2 separate regions of the Sus scrofa genome follow, and region 2 is linked to region 1. Evidence: chromatin contacts called from public Hi-C data. All regions are on one chromosome and are shown on one strand. The core of a region is the stretch at or near the end of the contact, and the rest is flanking DNA. Distances in the headings are between cores, read along the strand shown.

Region 1 (3,360 bases), core at 296-2,795:
CTAGTGGGATTATTTTCTGCTGAGCCACGATGGGAACTCACCAAGTAAGCTTTTTTTTAAAAAACCATTCCCATGTGTCAAGTTGTTAATTGTGCTAAATTCCTTTCTCTAAGAAAGTGATGTGACATTATTGAATTTACTGATGACATAGCAAATTTCATTCTGTTACTGGTCAACAGGAGGTAAAGTCAAAGTGTATGGTTTCAGGGAAATGATCAGTTAAATGACCAAATCTGAAACAGTCTAGTGAGGAAGAGATCCTGTCATTACACATGAGGCAGGATTCAGAAATATCATGAGTGAGTCTCTTAGCCTCCAACTACCTGTCCTAGATGCCATCTTTTTTCCTGAGCTAACCAGAAAGCAGTTTTTCACTATGACCACCGCAATTTCTCTTATTAAGAAGGAACATCGTCTCCGGCAGCTGCCACCTGCATAATCCCTGAGATGGCTGATAAGTGTTTTGTCGGCCTTGGCATGTGTTCTTGCCAATGTACAATCAACAAGGAAATTGCACTCTGGGGTAATCAAGCTCATCAATGTTTGTGGGCTGGTCATGTTTGACTTTTTAGAATAAATGAGGTCGGTATGCATAGCAGCAATAAAAATAAACATTTATTGTGTGTCTGGTATATGCAGAGCACTGTGCTAACTTTGGAACATACAAGGTGGTACCTAAAAGAACTAACAGTATAACTGAAGATGTAAGACATAGGTCTAAAAAAAATGTAAATTACAGGTAGTATCAGACCTTTACACCCAAAATGTGTGGTTTGGAGAATCAATGTCATGGGAACTCACAGGATAGAGCAGTTTGGAGGGCTGAGGTAGGTGGAGGAGGAGGTGATAACTCCAGGTATGGAACTCACCTGCTGCATTCCTTTCTAACTCAGTCCTCATCATGACCATCCAAGACAAAGTATTGTGTCTGCCTGCATTTCTCTCCCATTTCACAGGTGAGGAAATGGAAGCTTGGGGTTAAGTAACTTGCTTAAGTCACACACCTTGTGTCCAAGCCCTCTGGCTCTTAATCACCACCCTAGATAAGGGTGTTGGACTTGAAGGTGATTGGGAAGGGGATACAGTTTAGGGAGAAAGACCAATGTGGCCAGTGGAGTTTATGATGAAACACTGTAGAGGCCACCCAAGCTGGTGGTTGGCTTTGCCAATCCAACTCCACATGGCAAGGGTGACCCCCAACAGTCAGAGCACCAAGAGAAGAACCCTAAGGTGGCAACACCACTAAATAAGCAAGTCCACCCTCCAGGACACATGTCAGAGAGCAAACTAGAATTTAAGGAGAGAACCCTAGACAGGGCAAGACAACATCTGAGCAGACACTGATGTGCCAAGGTACCCAGAGAGTGACCCCCATACAGAGCAGGACATGGGTCATGAGGTGATTAATTTAATCAGAGCAGGACAAGGAGGGGTGGGGACCTGGAGTCACTCACTCCCAGGATAGTAGGCACTGTGGGGACAGAGTCAGTAATAGCCACCAGAAGAAAGGTCAGCCTGCCAAGCAGAGCTTGACATCCAGAGGTGCCATGACCTTTTTAGCATAAAGTTACACCAAGCTGCCACCTGGTGGACAAGGGCACTAGGTCCATCATCAGAGTACAGGAGTCCAGAGCTAAGACCCAGGGACAGAGCCTGAGTAGCAGCAAAATTAACTTTATGTCAAGTTATACCTTTTCCTGGCAAAAGCCCTAATGACTCTTCTGTCTGGGTGAGACCTGAGCAGAGTTTAAGATGGGATTAAGCCCACAGGTAAGGATCCGGATCCCAGTTATACTTGATTAAGGCTCCAAATGATGAGAACCTAGGTTCCATTGTTTAGCAAATAATTGATGAGTGCCTACTATGTGCCAAGTACTGTTCCAGACAAAGATCAAACAGGCCTTTGCTCCCTTGGCACTCACATTCCAGAGGAGGCATCATCAAATCACTAAGATGAGGCAAAAGAAGGTTCCAGGAAAAAGGAACAGCTTTGCAAAGGGGCTGAGGCTGAAATGCCATGGGTTATTTGAAAGAAAAATGCAGCAAAAGGGTTATGGAAGGAATCTAGGGAATTCAGCCATAGACTGTACCCAGAATCACCAAAGTGTGTGGGCCAGAAGAACCCTGTGGACCACTTGGACACCACCATGAGCAGAGAGGTGGAGTGAGAGAAAGCATGAAGCACATGAGTCCTAGAGAAGACAGGCCCTGTGGCGGTCACTGTGACAGGAGGAAGTCTCTGAATTACATCCACCAGACCACCAGAAATACAGGTGGTCCAGGCAGGATCCAGTCAGGGAAGCTGACACCCTTATCCCAACCTCAAGTGAGCCCCAGAGCTTTCCAGGGCTGAGGATGACACTCTCATTCTCAGAGGCCCTTCCAATTCTGAAATCCTCTAATGCCTCAAAGTGTGCTCACCTGGTTACCAGCAGTGAGACTTCAGTGGCATCAGAGAGGTGGGGAAGGTGGGGAGGCAGCTGGCAAACGGGCGACAGGATCCAGGTTCTTTCCTGATTCCAGGCTCTGCTGTGGCCTTGAACACATCACGTAGCCCTCAGTGTCCTCATCCATAGAGTGCAAGTGTTCCAGGCTACATCTCAGCTCTTGTGTGCATTGAGCCTAGAATCTTAGTTTGCTTTGACAGTGAAAAAAAGGACAAACACACAGCTGATGTAATGCTTTTTTAAAAAAATACAAGCTCTCAATGAAAACATCTTAAAACAAATAGTGTTAATTGCCTTCGCCTTTACACCTCATCTCCACCAGAGCTCGTAATTTTGTGGAGTCAGTGTGTAAAGCTTGAGTTTCAATGCTTGCCTTCATAACTCCTGCAGCATTTAAGTAAATGCTTTTTCAAATACAATGCAAAGGAGTGAGTCTAGAAATAAGACAAAAGTCAACAAATTATTAAGTTTATTTTGCACGAATTAAACTCACTGCAATGTATACACAAGATTCTAATGCAACCAGGTCTCCTGGGTAGTTTCCCAGGTGTCTCTATAAATGCTGTCAGTGCTCTCAGCCTGCTTTAGAACACATAATGAATATGCTTGCTCTAACAATACCATCAACTGTTTCTGAACCAAAGGCTGTCAGACTCTACTTTTCCTTTATTTTAGGCAGAATAAAAAGCCCAACTCTCAGGGAGACTTGTAATCAGAAGAAAAGGTGACAGAATGTTGGCTAATTTGCCTCCCTAAGGCCTCTTGCAAGTTGCCTATGGTCTGACTGTTTTATTATCCCAGTTTGTCTAATCATAGCTAAAACCCTGGTGAGAAAGTTAAATCTTGCAGCTATAAAGATATATTTTGTTTATTTCAGAAAAAAGGGACCCCAGTGTATGAACAAAAGTTATAA
Region 2 (3,226 bases), core at 589-3,088, 270 kb before region 1:
AGTTCTCCCCAGTTTGTAGATACAAATGGAAGAATTAAACTATTAAACTGATTTTTATTCAAAGACTCCACCTGTTCATGCAGAACTGCCTGAGTCCTAAACATATCCCCTAAAGATTTAAATTCCCAAGATTTTCCCTGGTCTCTGCTGCTTCAGTGAGTGGTTCTCTGCCAGTCATACTAGCCCCAAGGCTCTTAGTGCCTTAGGACACTAGCTCCTTCCCTCTCTCTCCCTCCTCTCCTCTTTAATCCATGGCAAGACCATTCAGATTCTGAAAATCACAAAGCTTAATAGACACAGTTCACTTCCTTCCCATGGCAAACACATGTTGGCAGATATGAGCCAATTGATGAGCCCTGTATGTGAAAAGGAAAGTAGTGTCTTCTACTCCACCTGCAGCCTTTACACCTATGTGTTTAGGAAACCAGTTCACCAAACAGGCTGGTCTTGAGAGGGATAACATGACACATGGGGGAAGAGTTGGTTTGTTGTTTATCCCCATAAGTGTATTTAACCATAAGCTTTGGGATTTTCTTTTTCAGTCCTGTAGCTTCCTGACCCATTCATTTAATAAAAGAGCAAAATTCGGAGGTCCTGCTGTGGCTCAGCAGGTAAAGAACCCAACATAGTGTCCTGAAGATGTGGGTCAATCCCTGGCCTTGCTCAGTGGATTAAGGATCCGGTGCTGCCACAGGCTACAGCATAGGTCAAAGATGTAGTTTGGATCTGGTGTTGCTGTGGCTATGGCATGGGCCAGCAGCTGAAGCTCCCAGTTGACCCCTAGCCTGGGAACTTCCATATGCCTCAGGTACAGCCTAAAAAGAAAGAAAGAAAAAAAAAGAACAGCATAATTCAATAATTCTTACCATGTTAAATTCTGCTCTCATATTGTCCCTGCCCTTCCAGCTTGATCTTTAGCCTATGAGACCTGTTCCTAAGAGGCATGGTCCCTTCTTTTCCTCCTCCTATCCCTCTTCCTATGAGCTGTCACATAGGAAGAAGAAATAGAAAAGTAATAGAGGTCTGACATAGCTGGTTCCCTGTTGATGGGAGAAGATAACCCTAAAATCAACTCCTCTGGGTTCCCACAAGTATGGGGTCTCTAAACAGAGGTTGTGTGTGACTTTTCAGCTTCACCTTGACCCCTTCCTTTACTGAGGATCCCTTCAGAAAGGGTCAACCACATCTCCCCTTTGGCTCCACCAGGATGCTCTGAACAGGGCATCCTCTTGCCAGTCTAGCAGCACATCTTCTTTAACTTGATGCACCTCCTTGCAGGGCTCCAGGGTCCTTATGTGAGTCCTCTGATGGGTCAAGAGCTTGTCTCTATTTTATGTCCATGTACTCACCGCCAGGGTTGCCACATGGTGCATGATTCAGCTGCTCTGGTGAGGCTTCTTTCTGATGAAACCACCAGGTAGAAATAGCCTTGAGTCTTCACGCTCATCTCTGGCCACTAACTCTAGGGGACACACATCAACATCTCCTAAGATATCCTCACCTTTGTCCCAGGGGTCACACCAGGGCAGCTCTCCAGCTCTGCAGCTCAATAAACATTGAGTCTAGAAAGAGATGCTCAGGGCTTGGGCTCCCCATCTTGCAATTCAACCTCCATCCCTCTGCTCATCTGGAAGGGAGAGCTAGCTGTCTATGAAAATGCATGCTCCCCTTCCAACATCTCTGGGAGACTAAGACCCGGTCAACGAAGACTTTGTTTCCTGCCCCTCTGGAACATAGGTGGGATGAGGTGACTTCGTCTCACCAGTCTCACCAGTGGAAAGACAACAGGGGTCACGTGTCATCTCCAGGTCTAGTCTTTTTCGAAGCGGGCTGGCTTCCTGCTTTCTCTTCCTCATTCTGTCAGTTAGATGTACAGAGCTGGTGTGCCCTGGGAGATGGTCAATATACAGCATGCAAGGAGGAGGAAAGCCACCTTCTGACCTTCTGCACACAGAGATTTCATGTGTGCAAGGAAAAAAGCACTATTCTGTCATGATTGTTCTGCATTCTGTCACAGCACCCTGAATTACCCTAGCCTAATATCTAATATGTTCATGAGAGAAGAAAAAGTTTTGAGGTGGTGGCTGGAGCTGATAAGACCAGGTCTGCCAACTCTAAGCAAAGTCTAGAGATACTAAGATCCAATTGTGAAGCATCTTCTTTAAAATGCATATTGCGAGCTGACTTCATTTTACTCAGCATTGAGCCCTCATCATCATCATCACATCACCATCACCATCCTCAGAGCTCAAAACTATATGCCAGATTCTGCTCTGATCCTCTTCTACATATAAGCTCTTTTAATACTCACAGCCACTACAGTTCACAGGTGAAGAAATTAAAGCACAAAGTTTATGGAATCTATTAAACATTATGTACCAGGAGGCAACACAACCAGAATTCACCCTCAGGCACTCTCACTCTAGATCCCAAGGTTTTCATGCATGGAATACACAATCTCCAACTTCCATGTCTTCTCCTTGTTTCCAAGACTTTGAGGAAAGTCTATTCAGCATCTTCTCTACGCATATTTTATGTGGTTATATGACTCATGTTTCCCCTGACCAAGTGGAGAGAATAACACACTGAAGATGAAGTGGAGAGATGAGCCTTCTCCCATTTCCTTCAGAACCGATGTGCTACCAAATGATCTTTACACTCCCCCCTCTCTCTCTGCTGTCTAATTCCATTCATGCCAACCAAAGCTGGAGACCCTGGGATAGGTGTGATCCTGGCCTCACTTCTATACAAACCATGAATGTTCTGAATAGGAAAAAATGGCCTGCCTCCTGACATTATTAAAACTCCCAACACAGAACAGAAGTTTTTGCTTCTTTATATCACACACACACACACACACACACACACACACACACACACACACATGGTTCAGCTCATTCTCTGATTTCATTTTAATTTTCAATTTCACTCCAAATTTGGCACAAGAGCTTGGGAATGGGGGAAGAGGCTATAGAGGCTGTTTCAAGAAAATACCAAAAGGTAGTTAAATATTGTACTTGAAATGGACATCACTGTCACCAGCACACTTGCCCTCCCATCTCCCATCCCCACCCCTTTCCCAAACTTTAGTCAGTGTCTCTACACAAAGCTTATGTACACATGGCCCTTGTATCCTCCTCACCCCCTCCCTCCTTATTTATCCCAAGGCTCAGGGACTGTGACCAACTGTGAGTTCCTTATGTTCTGGAAAAACAATTCAAGTTCT

What was found. Hi-C and Micro-C count contacts between places; a contact is called where the count stands out from the background.
Region 2: a Hi-C map of alveolar macrophages shows a contact between it and region 1, with 2.6 times the contacts expected there. The contact joins two enhancer-like sites. A contact is called at or near these places in 1 of 5 promoter capture datasets (liver), 14 of 47 Hi-C or Micro-C datasets (alveolar macrophages, embryonic fibroblasts, fetal heart ventricle and 6 more) and 1 of 2 datasets of contacts at active chromatin or transcription factors (alveolar macrophages).

Annotation. Positions count from the first base shown.
Region 1 is chr1:51,230,251-51,233,610 of Sscrofa11.1, reverse strand. No RefSeq gene overlaps it. Among named protein-coding and RNA genes, the nearest start is that of OGFRL1, 81 kb to the left of the region's middle. Within about 2 kb of position 1,545, at least 7 of the 83 cell types and tissues checked have an H3K27ac peak or open chromatin away from gene starts, as enhancers often do. A contact at or near this core is called in alveolar macrophages, where this site is marked.
Region 2 is chr1:51,500,198-51,503,423 of Sscrofa11.1, reverse strand. No RefSeq gene overlaps it. Among named protein-coding and RNA genes, the nearest start is that of MIR30A, 89 kb to the right of the region's middle. Within about 2 kb of position 1,838, at least 6 of the 83 cell types and tissues checked have an H3K27ac peak or open chromatin away from gene starts, as enhancers often do. A contact at or near this core is called in alveolar macrophages, where this site is marked.